Linked DNA regions of Sus scrofa: region 2 is linked to region 1. The links are chromatin contacts, called in public Hi-C maps. All regions are on one chromosome and are shown on one strand. Each heading gives the region's core, a stretch centred on a gene start, on an enhancer-like site or on the middle of the called end of the contact. The rest is flanking DNA. Distances are from core to core; before and after follow the strand shown.

Evidence for each region. Hi-C and Micro-C count contacts between places; a contact is called where the count stands out from the background.
Region 2: a Hi-C map of fetal liver shows a contact between it and region 1, with 1.8 times the contacts expected there. The contact joins the promoter of PHF1 here to the promoter of WDR46 in region 1. A contact is called at or near these places in 1 of 5 promoter capture datasets (liver), 12 of 47 Hi-C or Micro-C datasets (embryonic fibroblasts, epiblast stem cells, fetal liver and 6 more) and 2 of 2 datasets of contacts at active chromatin or transcription factors (alveolar macrophages and skeletal muscle).

Annotation. Positions count from the first base shown.
Region 1 is chr7:29,651,439-29,658,246 of Sscrofa11.1, reverse strand. It overlaps WDR46 (WD repeat-containing protein 46), which reads left to right and starts at 4,680. Exons shown (of 15, transcript XM_005665882.3): 1 at 4,680-5,067; 2 at 5,163-5,378; 3 at 5,488-5,568; 4 at 5,699-5,811; 5 at 5,935-6,022; 6 at 6,158-6,219; 7 at 6,489-6,593; 8 at 6,715-6,808. The coding sequence starts at 4,867. It overlaps PFDN6 (prefoldin subunit 6), which reads right to left and starts at 4,568. Exons shown (of 5, transcript NM_001185179.1): 1 at 4,556-4,568; 2 at 4,260-4,405; 3 at 3,993-4,063; 4 at 3,786-3,910; 5 at 3,302-3,532. The coding sequence starts at 4,323. The coding sequence ends at 3,403. It overlaps RGL2 (ral guanine nucleotide dissociation stimulator like 2), which reads left to right. Exons shown (of 19, transcript NM_001184893.1): 13 at 276-308; 14 at 411-532; 15 at 614-709; 16 at 792-903; 17 at 1,012-1,293; 18 at 1,689-1,803; 19 at 1,905-2,717. The coding sequence ends at 2,104.
Region 2 is chr7:29,709,005-29,716,179 of Sscrofa11.1, reverse strand. It overlaps PHF1 (PHD finger protein 1), which reads right to left and starts at 1,883. Exons shown (of 15, transcript XM_001927881.6): 1 at 1,309-1,883; 2 at 423-597; 3 at 249-330; 4 at 69-164. The coding sequence starts at 581. KIFC1 (kinesin-like protein KIFC1) reads right to left here. Exons shown (of 11, transcript XM_021098599.1): 8 at 6,002-6,292; 9 at 5,834-5,907; 10 at 5,656-5,731; 11 at 2,464-2,687. The coding sequence ends at 2,643.

The DNA of each region.
Region 1 (6,808 bases), core at 3,431-5,930:
TGCCTGAGATGTAAACTTAAGAGAGTTCACTACATAAACTGGGATCTTGGGCAACTTCCTTATCTTCTGAGTCCTGATTTTCTCATCTGTAGAGTGGACACCACTGTACCTGTGACATTCAGGTGAAGGGTGAGGTAGTGGCTAGGGTCTGGCAGGGGAGGGGGGAGGAGCAGGGGGCCAAGCGAGTGTGTGCGAGTTGGATGTGGGTCTGCACCGGCCTGGGTGGCACTGTCCTCTGGCGGGGGCGCCGCTCACCATCCCCTTTCTTCCTGCAGAATGGATACATCAATTTTGACAAGCGGAGGAAGGTGAGGGGGTGCTGGGGCCAGATGCTGGATACCCCTGGCCGAGTCCCGGGAAGGGGAGAGGCGGGCAGGGCTGGGGGCCCCTAAATTTGGGCTCCTTCCTAGGAGTTTGCTGTCCTATCTGAGCTGCGGCGGCTCCAGAATGAATGTCGCGGCTATGATCTCCGACCTGACCCTGAAATCCAGCGGTGGCTGCAGGGCCTCCGGCCACTGACAGAGGCCCAGAGGTGACTGGCTGGCTGGGTTGGGGCTCCAGGGCTCAGACTGAGTGTGGGGGTCCGTGTCTCACGTCTCTTTCTCCCCCTCAGCCATCGTGTGTCCTGTGAGGTGGAGCCACTTGGGACTGGTGATCCTCCTGCACCGCGGGTGCTCCGGCCAACGCTGGTCATCTCCCAGTGGACAGAGTGAGGGAGGCAGTGGTCGGAGGGCGGTCTCTTGGGGACCCGCCCTTCTTCCCCTGACCCTCCCAATCTCCTGCCACTCCAGGGTTCTGGGTTCTGTTGGGGGCCCCACCCCCCTTGTCTCCTGGGACCGGCCCAGTGTGGGGGCAGATGAGGCAGCTGGAACCCCCGCCCCACTGCTGACTCGGCTGGCCCAGGTGAGCCCTGTTCCTGGCCCTTGACCTCTACACTGACCCTGACTTTGGGGGTCTTTCCTTGCCCTCCCCACCTTCATGCCAGCCCCCCCCCATGTTGTCTGTCCCCAGCACATGAAGTGGCCGTCTGTCTCGTCCCTGGACTCTGCCCTGGACGGCACCCCTACCCTACAGAGTCCGGTTAACCCCAGCCACCTCTCACCCCCCACTTCCTCCCCGAAGCCTTCTCGAGGTCACCGCCGATCAGCCTCGTGTGGCTCCCCACTCAGTGGGGGAGCAGATGGGGCCTCCAGGGGGGCTGGATGTGGGTCTGGGCCAGGGGCGTCTGATTGCCGGATCATCCGCGTCCAGATGGAGCTGGGGGAAGACGGCAGTGTCTACAAGAGCATCTTGGTGAGGGAGCTGCAGGCTGGGGGTGGGGGCGAGGGTGAGGGATGGTGCCCTGTGGTTTCAAGAACCAAGCGGGAGGAAGGTTTTGGTTTTCACTGACCCTTGGTTTTAGCGGCCATGTTTTATTCAGAAGGTTACTTTGCATTAGCTGCTGCACCTGAGCTTCCAGAGGCTGTTAGGTTTTCAGAGCCAACAGCAATCTCTGCACAGGGAACAGCCCTGAAAGCATGTGGGCTGGCAGGTGCAGCACAGGGGCCACCACAGAGGGCTGTCCTGTTTACTCGAAGGGCTTGGACAGGTAGCCTTTTCTGGTTGGGATCGCTGGCTATGGTTGGGAAGATGGAAAGCAAAGGTCATCATGGCCAATTTACTGCCCTTTTGGTCTGCTGTCCTGCCAGGTAACAAGCCAGGACAAAGCTCCAAGTGTCATCAGTCGTGTCCTTAAGAAAAACAATCGTGATTCTGCAGTGGCTTCAGAGTATGAGCTGGTGCAGCTGCTACCAGGGGAGCGAGGTCAGAGGCTGGGGGCAGGGGAGCGGTGCTGTGGTGGGGTGCTTCCTCACCCCCCCATCCCTTCCCGGGGCTGTGCCTGACACCCCTTTTGGAACCTCCAGAGCTGACCATCCCCGCCTCGGCCAACGTCTTCTACGCCATGGATGGTGCGTCCCACGATTTCCTCCTGCGGCAGCGGCGCAGGCCCTCTACTGCTACGCTGGGCCCCTCTGCCTCGGGGACGCCCCCGAGCGCGGGGGGAGGGGGCTCCTTCCCCAGGATCAAAGCCACGGGGAGGAAGATTGCCCGGGCACTGTTCTGAGGGGAGAGCCTCGGCTCACAGAACTCACTGCGGCCATACCAGACGGGGGCGCTACGTTGGGAGAAAATCCAGCAAGGCGGCCAACTACCCTGGGGCAGTGAAGTGCTGCCAGGTTACCAGGCAGCCAAGACCCAGCCTGTGGGACTGGTCACCTCGGATCCCAAGGTGGACAACCTGTGTGTAGCTCTTCCCGATTTCCAAAAGTGTGGCACACAGCTGGTTCCTGACACCTGGCCACACCCTCGCATGCCCAGGCCCAAGAAGGGCCTAGAAGTGGGAGAAGGGAAAAGCCTAGAGGCTCTGAGCCCCAGGCAAAGGGAATGGCAAGTAGGAGTTCCTTTTCCTGCTCTAGGGATTCCTGTCACTGTGACAACACTAATAAACCAAAACACTACCTGAATTCTATTCCTTGCAGCGTGGGCCACTGATGCTGCGGGGGCGGGGGCAGGGGGGCAGGCTGAGAGTGGATACTGTGGAATAAGAGGGGCTGTGTTTTCCGTCCATGAAGAGCTGAAAGCGAGGAGCTGCTGGAGATGGTCTCCTCAGTATGGTTTCTGCCTCCCTGGCAACCTCTCCATCCCTTTATTTGCTCTTAAACTTTTCTCCTCAGCTGTTACAAAACCTTGTCAAGTTCTAGCCACCTGATTAAAGTGATCCGTGCAAAAACCCCCACACCTGTGAATGTGTAAGAAACAATTTGAGGACAAAGAAACGGAAGAACAACATTGTGGACAACGTATAAACATGGAGGACGTATGATATCAGAGCGTTAGGTGTTGAGATTTTAAATCAGTTTAAGCTACATTCAAGCAAATTCTAAGAAAAAAAGACTAAAACGAATTAGAGGGATGCCAGGGCTATTTTGAAGATGATGGGAAATCAGCAGGGAGGGTCCCCATGTTTCATTCTGGGGTCACAGCTTAGAAAATTCTGAGTTCAATTAAACTCACTTTACCCAAAACCACTGCATTGCAAATGCCCTTCTCATGTTTCCAACCAGGATAATGGAGACCTAAGGGCTGCATATACAGGAAAAATGAGATTTGAGATATTTCATATTTCAGTCTCAATAAAGAAGGCTTACTCGGCCTCAGAGTGCCCAGTTGCAAGAGTCTGGACCTGAGGGAGTCACAGAAGCGATAAACATATAAGGGGAGAAGGGACCAGGGGAAAAGGTGGAGATGATTACAACAGAAGTGGCTGGTGAGAAAACAGCCAGGTGTTTTCACATTTTATTCACTACAGTAGAGACCCTTGAGCTGCCTCATTCCCACCCCCTCCCTCCCCCCTCCACAGGGTCAGGCCTTCCCAGGAGCCCCTGCCTTGGCTGCCTGGGCCCGCTGGAACTCCTGCTGCAGCTGAGCCAGGGTCTCCCTCTGTTGCTCTGACTGGCGCTCCAGTTCCCGGAGTTGGGATTCGTATCGCTTACTGAGGAAGACAGAACACCAAAAACGGTGAGGTCTTAATGAGACTTACTGCTGAGGATGCTGAAGGCAGGAAGGAGATTGGTGGGGAACGTGAGATCCAAGGGAGGGAGGAGAAGAGGGGTTAAAAGGAAAGCGGCTGGAGGAACTGGGTGGTGGTGGTGGTGGGAACAGCTCTGGAAGCTACTCTACAAGGCTTTCTCAACACGTCTTCCACCGTGGCATGTCTGTCAGAAGGTGCTGGAACAAAGACTCACATTTCAGCTGTGATGTAGTCCAGCCTTTTCCCCACTGTGGCTCGAGCCTCTCCCAGCTCCTGTTTGACCAGCACGGGACCCAGAAGTTTAAAGACCACGTTGGATCCATCCAGCAGGGCCAGTTCCTGATGGAGGGGCAGGACATCTGTGATCAGAAACATTGCCAGGACAAGTTCCCTCCTCGCCCCACAAATCCTGTGCTCTCACCTCCTTCACGATATTATTTTCTGTTAGTTGTGCTTCTAGTTTCTGCCTCCCTGACATGGACTTACTCAAGTCTGGCGGGTGGGAGGGAAGACTTGATTAAAGACATCAGATATGCCACCCAATCCCTACCGTCCTGGTGAGAAATGGAGCGACAAGGACGGGAACACCATGGAGGTGGGGAAGGGGCACGGGTGGGATGGAGAGGGGCAGGACGCATCTTGTAAGGCTTCGGGTAGTGAGAGAACCGGGACAACCCCGTTCCCCTACCCTTCTGTAGCTGTTGATATTTCTCCACTTCTCCCTGTAGCTTCTTCTGGATCAGCTCAGCCATGGCGAGGACGAAACTCCGCGGGAAGAGGGAGAGGGGCGCTGGGTTGCACACTCTGGAAGGTACCCGAGCTCCCCTTTCCGGCCTGCGGAAATGACAGCCCTCTTGAGAAGCAGCCCCTCGGGGCACCGCAGTCTCCCCCCGTCCGAGATATCGACTCCACCCCTGCTCTAGGCGGCAGCGGGGGAAAAGAGACCCCAGAGCCCTCAACCGAACGCCTGCTCTATCTACTCACGTTCTTCTTTCAGTGTTGGTGAACCCGGAAGTAAACAGAGAATGCTGGGAAGAGACGGCGCCGGAAGCTCTCGTCTGACGCATGCCGGGAACTGTAGTTCTCACTTGTTAGACGAGTGGCGTTTTTCTAAAAGGCTGGACTCGGAACGTTCTAGGCAACATGCGGAAACGAAGCTGGAAAAAGGAACTGCACAGTCAACTTGAGTCCTGGCTCCGGACCACCTCTCTTTCATTACTCAAGCATAAACTGCCTCACGGGGGCGGGGCCAAGGTCTGCCCCCCACCTCACTGGAGAGAGCGCCCTCACCCAAGATGGCGCCTCGAGGGCTTCGAACCTGGGGCGGAGCTGATTGGATGAGGGCCGGAAGACTTCCGGGAGTTTTCAATCCGACTGTGGGACAGCTGAGAGGAGTTTGCACGTGTGTCGCGGTTCGGGTGGGCTTGATGGAGACAGCCCCCAAGCCTGGCAGTGATGTCCCGCCCAAGAAGGACAGACTTCAGGCCAAGAGAAAGGTAGAGACCTCCTTGGGTTGAAAGGAAAGTTTTTGGCTGAGGGGTTGGAGGGGCGGGGAGGAGGCAGCGGAATATCAGGGGTCCTGATCTGCCAGCAGAAACCTCGGCGATACTGGGAGGAAGAGACCGCTCCGACAGCTGCCGGAGCCTCTCCGGGTCCCCCTCGTAAACAGAAGAAGAATCGAGAGGCCCGCCCTCAGAAGCCAAAGAACGCTCCCATCCAAAAGAAGTCTCGGTTCCCCAAGAAGCCCCAGGTCCCAAAGAAATCCCAAGAATGGAGGAGTCCAGGCCCTCAGCGGAGCTTGTCTGGGGTGAGCCTGGGACCTTATACGGTGGCGAGGCAAGTCTCCTCGTGCTTTGAGGGTACGAGAGTTGGGATCAACCCGAGCCTGTTTACTAATTGCCCCATTCCTGTCCCAGGCCCAGGACCCGTTTGCAGGCCCCGCCCCTGTCCCTGTGGAGGTAGTTCGAAAGTTCCGTCGCATCGACAAATCCAAAAAGGTGAGAACCGGTCGGAGAGTGGGGAGGAGTTGCAGGCAGGGAGTGTCTGGGTGAGCTGGATGGAGGCGCGGTCAGGTGGCTCTCCTGTAACCCCCATACTCGCCCATTCCTCTCCCACCAATGATTGTAGCTGCCCCGTTCCAAGTCCAAAGCCCAAAGCCGGCTTGATGCTGCTGAAGCTGAGGAAGAGGAAATAAGCGTCAAAGCTGCTCGTTCTGAGCTGCTGCTGGCTGAGGAACCTGGGTAAGTGGACCGTAATGTGGGCCTCCCCAGCTCCTGGTTTATGAGGCTCTCATTTCTCACTTTTATGTTGATACACTGACTTCACATCGGAAAGCTGAATGCAACCCTGACATTCACTGGCAGGTTTCTGGAAGGTGAGGATGGGGAGGACACAGCAAGGATACGCCAGGCTGACATCGCAGAGGCTGTGGATATTGCAAGTGCAGCCAAGGTGAGCCTGAGGGTGTAAAAGGATCCAGCGGGCTGACTGGGGTGCAGAGCAGGATGGAAGTGGGGCTAGAAGAAAATATTACTGAAGGGACCCAATTTTTTTCTTTCTTTTTTTCTCCGCTATTCCCTTTTCCAGCACTTTGACTTGAACTTGAGGCAGTTTGGACCCTACAGGCTGAATTACTCTCGAACAGGGAGGTAAGGTTGACTTCCAGTGATTTGAACTAGGGTGTGGTTGAGTCTCCTTCATTGCTGCAGCCTTGCCCACCCCTGACGCGTTGTGTGCATGTTTGGGTGTGTATATACCTATGTGTACATACATGAGCGTACATTTGGGCTGTTGATGTGGGAGACTCTTGTGACCTGCTCGCGTGTGAGGGTGAGCGTGGAGGGAAGCTGGTGAGGGCAGACCTCAGAGGCAGGGTGCTCCCTGTACTGACACCCTGCCTGTCCTCCACCTCCAACAGGCACCTGGCTTTGGGAGGGCGACGGGGTCATGTGGCCGCCCTCGACTGGGTGACAAAGAAGCTTATGTGCGAGATCAACGTCATGGAGGCGGTGCGGGACATCCGGTCCGTGGGCTCTGGTGGTGGTGGTGGTGATGGCGGCGGCGGTGGGTGGTGAGACAGCCCATCCCCGACTGAGTGACTGCCAGTGACTCTCTGTCACCCCCACCACTCCTGCTCCTCCTAGGTTTCTGCACTCAGAGGCACTGCTTGCTGTTGCTCAGAACCGTTGGCTTCACATTTACGACAACCAGGGCATCGAGCTCCATTGCGTCCGCCGC
Region 2 (7,175 bases), core at 634-3,133, 61 kb before region 1:
GGAAGGGGGGAGAGGCAGCCTGGAAGACCCAGGGCAAGCTGGGTCCTTCAGGTGTCCTGCCCTCTCACCATGGCGACACTTTTCACAGCTGACCAGCCGATTTCCAGGGACCACAGTCTCAGAGCGACATACACAGCAGAGGAGTTCCTCCCCAGGGAGGGCAGCTGTTGGGGAGGAACACAACGTTCAGGGGGCCTGTCCAACCCCCATGCCAGGTATCTGTTATCCATGGGATGCAGGCCTCTCACCAGGGCTAATGTCTTTCCATAGAACCAGAAACTGGGAATCATCCTCAAACTGGACCAGACACACCTCCCGAGCACTGTCCACCTGCAATGGGTGAGCCCAGAAGATCAAATGGGAATCAGAACTAGATAGGAGGAATGGGGAAAAGGTGACAGGTCAGAAGTCAAAGGTCATACCTTTTTGATGGTCCCCAAGTATAGCAGCCCATCTGTCCACCTGGCCAGCACATCTTGACCCTCCCAAAGTCGAGGCCTGGGGCCTGAGGTGGAAGCAGAGGAAGCTGGGTCCCAAAGTGGGGGGGCAGCAGAGCGGCTCAGCCGGGGGGGCTGTGCCATTGCATCCTGGGGGGGCCTAGCCAGAAGCGGGATGGGAGGAGAAAGTTTTGAATGCTGAGGAACTGGTCCCCATTTTCCTTGTGTATTTCTCTGTCAAGGACTCAAGCAGGTGTGTCCCAGTCTCCATATCCCTGAGAGGGTGCAAGGGAACCTCCAGGCCCTTCCTCAGCCTCACCGGAGCCACCCCTGGCTCTCTTCTCCCTACCATGCACCCCCTCCCCAACCTAGTTCTCTAGTTTCCGGCTCCCTTGGGATGTTATATCCTGGCCTTGAGATTTTAGCAAAAGTGATGGTTGCAGAAGCAAAGGTTACCACTCTGTTTTTACTGTCACCTTCTACTGCTCTTTAGGGGTGTCATAATTGGGGTGCTGTTTTCCAGAGATGTGTTTTGGGAGCTTTTCTGGAGATGTTTTCCAGAGTGAGAACGGCTGCCTCCCCGACCCGCGTGTCTCATTCAGAACAATCATCCTGGTACCAGGTTATGTCAGGTCACCCTCAAATTCGGGGCTCCCGGCCCCTGGGTTAGATAACTTCCTTGAGTGCCCCGGGAGGGGGGCGTGTCCCAGTCCCGGTCTCTACTCCCCAGGACCGCGAGTCCGAGAGAGGGGACTTGAGACGGCCCAGCCCGACCCGATGCAAGGGCGGCGCGGCTCTCCCGCCCGCGCCCTGCGCGCCGACCCCCGGCTCCCTGCCCCCCCCCCACGGGCGCCTCCCGCCACCTCCTTACCAGTGACAGCTGGGGCCGCCGGGAGCCGGGCAGAGGCAGACGTGGGATACCCAGGCGAACCCCTCGCGCCGGGAGGGCACGTCTGGGCGTCGGGGGGCGTGCAGGCAGCGACCCGGGGGTCCCCAGGCCCAGCCCCTCCGTCCCGGCAGCTCTGGGGCGTATGACGCAGCAGCCAAAGCAGCGGCAGCGGCAGGAGGAGGCGGCGGGGGGAAGGAGGGGAGAGGAGGGGAGGGGAGGGACAAACCGGCTCGGGGGGAGGGTGGTGGGAGGGAAGGACTGGGGGGAAGGAGGAGCCGGAGTGGGGGGGCGGGCACCACCTCACCCCACCTCCCTCACCTCCAGCAGGCCTGGAGGGCGCCAAGCAAGCGGCGGCCTCTCCGCGGCTGGGGCAGGCGGACAGTCGGACCGGCCGTGAGAGGGAATCCCCGTAGCCCCTTCCTCCAAAGGGAGACCTGCCCTCGGGGCAGGAGGGAATCCCCTTTCCCCACCGCCGGCCTCCGGCCTGGCCCCCGCACTGTGCCACATCCGTTAACTGCCCCTCCAGCCTTCATGGTCACTCCAAGTCCCGCCCCCCGGCTCAGTTCACGACCCCGCCCTCCATTCACCCTTCCCATTGCCCCGCCACGCCCTCCTCCCGCCTCCGCCCCGGCCCCGCCCTCCCCGTGGCTGGGTTGTGTCCCGCCCCCCCCGCCCCGCCCGCAGTCGCGCTTCTGCGCACGCGTGGCTCCTCCCGCGCGCGGCACCTGGGAGGACCGAGCCCCCCCCTCACCGGGCGGTGGCCCAGGCAGTTGGCGCGAGAGAGTCCGGGCTTGCGTCCCGCCCCGCGCTCCCAAGGCGGGTGCTCGGACCAGCAGCCAGCCAATGGGCAGCGGACGGGGCAGGCCTGGCGGTTCGAACGCGAAGGCAGGGAAAGAGCGGGAGAGAGCCAGCAGTTTGTGGGAGGGCGCGCCGGCCCCGCCCACCTCCCACAAGTACCAGGGGTGCTCTTGCCAGGCGGGGGCCGTGGCACAGGGGAGGCTGGCCACCTGGTGGGCACACCTCCCAGGTGGGGACCACGAGACAGGGTATGGGAGCTGAAGGCATGGGCATGGCCTGTTGGGTAGAACAGAAGAGCCACAGTTCCCATCTTTACAGATATGAAAAGTATCTCCCTGATTGGGCAACCGCTAATAAAACCTTTATTTAAAAACAGCGAAAAAACCTCTTCTTTATTTGATAGGCCCAGATATCACAGCACCCCCCACCAAGAAAGCACCCGCACCCACCTCCCTTCCCCGTGTGTGTCACACACACACACACACACACACACACACACACACACTCTAGATCCGTCTTCATTTCTTGTTGGCTTGGGCAGTACCAATGACACATTGGTTCACCTGTGGGCAGGGGTTTAGACAAACAGAAAAAAAAAAGTTCACAGTAACTACAAACAGTTTTCCCCAAATCACCTCCCAGGGAGGAGTTCCCACTGCAGCCAGTGGGTTAAGAATCAGAGTGTGGCATCTCTAGTCACTGCAGAGGTGCAGGTTTCTCAGCCCAGAGCAGTGGGTTAAAGGACCTGCAGCTACAGCTCAGATTCAGTCCCTGGCTGGGAAACTTCTATACGTAGTGGGTGTGCCCATTAAAAAAAAATCATTAGGGGAAAAAGTAGATAGGGAGTTTTAAAATGGATAAATCAAGCTCACAATACCCAAATCCAGTGACCAATTTTTATATCATTAAAAGTGGAACAATTAGTTATTAGGTGTCTTCTGATGTGATGCAATAGAAAGTGTAAAACACCATCTAAGTTTTCTTGCCAAGAAATTTGAACCTGATTCAAATTAAGCCTCTAAATTTAACTACCAGAAAAAATAATTATGGAGAAAATGAGGCAACCAGCCAAAATCCAGAATAGGACATTTTCCAGAGGACAAATGACCCTCTTTTTTAAACAAATTAAAGCTGTAAAAGTGGGTGAGATTATTACAGATTAAATAAAAGGTACTTTTTTTTTTTGGTCTTTTCTAGGGCTGCTCTGGCAGCATGTGGATGTTCCCAGGCTAGGGGTCGAATCAGAGCTACAGCCACCAGCCTACACCACAGCCACAGCCACTAGGGATCCGAGCCGCATCTGCAACCTACACCACAGCTCACGGCAATGCCGGATCCTTAACCCACTGAGCAAGGCCAAGGATCAAACCCGCAACCTCATAGTTCCTAGTTGGATTCGTTAACCACTGAGCCGCGATGGGAATTCCCAAATAAAAGATACTTTAGAACTGGCATTCCCATTGTAGCACAGTGGAAAAGAATCTGACTAGAAACGATGAGGTTGCAGGTTCAATCCCCAGCCTTGCTCAGTGGGTTAAAGATTTGGCGTTGCTGTGAGCTGTGGTGTAGGTGGTAGATGCAGCTCAGGTCTGATGTTGCTGAGGCTGTAGTGTAGGCCGGCAGTAGCTCCAATTGGACCCCTAGCCTGGGAACCTCCATATGCCGCAGATATGGCCCTAAAAAAGCAAAGCAAAAAAAAGAGGGAGTTCCTGTAGTGGCTCAGTGGTTAACGAATCCGACTAGGAACCATGAGGTTTCGAGTTTGATCTCTGGCATTGCTCAGTGGGTTAATAAGGATCAGGCGTTGCTGTGGCTGTGGTGTAGGCCAGCAGCTACAACTCCAATTAGACCCCCTAGCCTGGGAACCTCCCTATGTCCTGGGTGCCGCCTAGAAAAGACCAAAAAAAAAAAAAAAGATACCTTAGAGTCAAAATGAAACAAATGAAATGGGTGGCCCTTGCTTTGATCTTGATGGTAACAAACCTAAAGTATAAAAGACATTTCTGAGACAATGAGGGGAAACTTAAGGCAGGCTGCTATGGTGGCTACTTCCATGGCAGCAACAGTACAGCAGAAGACCTGCTCAGAGACCCTGAACAAAGCCAGAGAAATGCCCTATAAAGCTGCAGCCTCAGGAAAACATTATCCTCAACCCCTCCCTGCCACCACCCCCCAGGAGGCAGGCAGTAAAGAAACTTCCCGACTTGAGGGAATCTAAGTCTCCTAGAGAACTCACAGCCATAGACACAGCTGACCTGCATGGGAGTTGGAGCCTGAATTAACACTATTTGGAATGGTTGGAAAAACAAGGAATCCCATTTGAAGGACTCTCTCCTCAGATAGTTAGATATAAATAAAAGAGTAAACATATGTCCAAGGTTAGTCAAAATGGCCTTGTTTGTGAGAGAAAAAGGATGGAAACAATCCAAGTGTCCAGTAGAGGGAACTGGTGGATAAACCTTGGTGCATCCACACAGTGGAGTCCTGGGCAGACATAAAAATAATAGAATGATCTCTGTGTGCCAGTGGGGAAGAATCCTGGGGCCACCTTGTTAATCAGGGGTGGAAAATAAAAAGGTGTGGGACAACATATACATGAGAGAGAGAGGAAAGAGAAGTCTTCTCTAAGAGGGAGGGAATACACACATACATGTTGCTTCTATTTGCAAAAGGAAACACTGGAAAGATAAGTAAAACGGTAAATGTAAAAGTTGACTAGTAGGGCAGGTGAGGATGGGGTAGAGAAGGGTGGTGGTAAAAATTTCATTTATTGTGTACAGCTTTCTGTAGAGTTTGGAATTTTCTTTTTTTTTTTTTTTTTTCTTTTTAGGGCCACACCCAGGACATATGGAGGTTCCCAGGGTAGGGTTTTTTTTTTGTCTTTTTGCCTTTTGAGGGCCACTCCTGCGGCATATTGAGAGTCCCAGGCTAATCGGAGCTGTAGCTGCCGGCCTACACCACAGCCACAGCAAGGCAAAATCCGAGCCGAGTCTGCAACCTACACCACAGCTTGCAGCAACACCGGCAACACCGGATCCTTAACCCACTGAGTAAGGCCAGGGATGGAACCCGCAACCTCATGATTCCTAATCAGATTCATTAACCACTGAGCCACGACGGAAACTCCTTCCCAGGCTAGGGGTTTAATCGGAGCCGTAGCTGCTGGCCTACGCCAGAGCCACAGCAACTCCAGATCCAAGCTGCATCTGCGACCTACACCACAGCTCATAGCAATGCCAGATCCTTAACCCACTGAGCAAGGCCAGGGAGCGAACCTAAAACCTCATGGTTCCTAGTCAGATTCATTTCCGCTGCGCCATGACAGGAACTCCCCAACTACCTGTCTTTTAAAACTAAATTCAAAACCCCCAAAAATCAATAGTTTAAAAAAAAAAAAAGTGGATCCAGGTAGAAGTACCCCAGATGCCTCCCTTCTAGAGCACTGGGCCCTCTGGCCTGCAGGACAGATGGGGTCAGGATAGAGAAGCCACCAACACCAGGAGGCCCAAGAGGGATGGGTATTGACCACACCTTGGAAGCAAAGCGCAAGGAGTTGAGAGACTCAGAGACATTCTCTTCCAGGGGGGAGATGTTCACGAACATGAGCCTGTGGAGACAGGAGAGGGCCAGCTACAGGGTCAGCGGCTGGGAGGAGCCTGGACCAGGTCTCAATTACTTCGCCTCTCCTACCCCGACCCCTTCCTCTTACATCTTAGCGCTGCCACCCAGAGAGTTCTGCAGCAGGTAGGTGAGCTTGCTGTTCCGGTAAGGCACATGGGGCTCCTGGAGGGTAAAGCAGGACAGGTGAAGGGGCTGGGGTAGGGTTTGGAGTGGCCAGCTCCCAGATCCCACCTGTCGTCCCCCCCCCAATTCCCACCTTGTTGCTCAAGGCCATGATGACCAGCCCCAGTGTGGACAAGCTGCTGTTAATGGACTGTGTTTCCCGAAGGCGTTCCCGCTCCCCAGGGCCAAGGGCGAGGCCGGAATCCAGCCGCTCGCTCCCGGCCAGGTCCACAAGACTGAGCGGGGCGATGCACTGCAGGCCTCGGGCCGCGTGTTCCCCAGAGATCTGCAGCTGGAACACGCTATGACTGCGTGATGACCGTTCATTCTGGGCTGTGCGGGCCACAGCCCGGTTCTGGCGGGCCAGATGGAGCAGGGCCTGTACCTGGGGACAGGGAGCAGCAAGAGGCAAAGGTAAGCAGGGAGTCAGTGAAAGGTGCCAGGCACGGCAGCCCAGACATGGGCACCTGCCCTCCAGGACCCTGCTTTCTAGGCAGCAAAAGAAAATCGGTAAGTGAAATACATGGGATGACCCAGAATTCATACTAAGGGGCCAAATAAAATGGGAAAATAGTGTGGGAGAGTGAGGGTTGCAGTTTCTGACAGGATGACCAGGGATGGCCCCAATCCCTTAAACCCTCCCCCCATTTTTTTCCCTTTAGGGCCATACCCACAGCATATGGAGGTTCCCAGGCTAGGGGTCCAATTGGAGCCTCAGCTGCTGGCCTACACCACAGCCATAGCACCATCAGATCTGAGCTGCGTCTGAGACCTACGGCACAGCTCACGGCAACGCCGGATCCTTAACCCACTGAGCAAGGCCAGGGATTGAACCAACAACCTCATGGTTCCTGGTAGGATTCATTTCTGCTGTGCCATGACAGGAACTCCCCAATGCCTTAAAATCTTAAGGGAGCTAGCCACCCCGGGAGAAGGGCATTCAGGCAAAGCAGATAGCAAGTGCCAAGGCCCTGACCCGAAAGGGACAGCTGGGAGGTAAGCACGGATGAAGTGAGCAAGGACAGTGGGAGGAGGTGAGAAGCTGAGAGCAGTGGCTGGGGCCCAGGGGCACCTCTTCTCTCCCCTCCTTGGTTCTTATTTTTGTTTTGTCTTTTTAGGGCCATGCCCACAACATATGGAAGTTCCCAGGCTAGGGGTTGAATCGGAGCTGTAGCTGCCGGCCTATGCCACAGCCCCAGCAACACCAGATCCGAGCGGCGTCTTCGACCTACACCACAGCTCACGGGAACACCAGATCTGTAACCCAC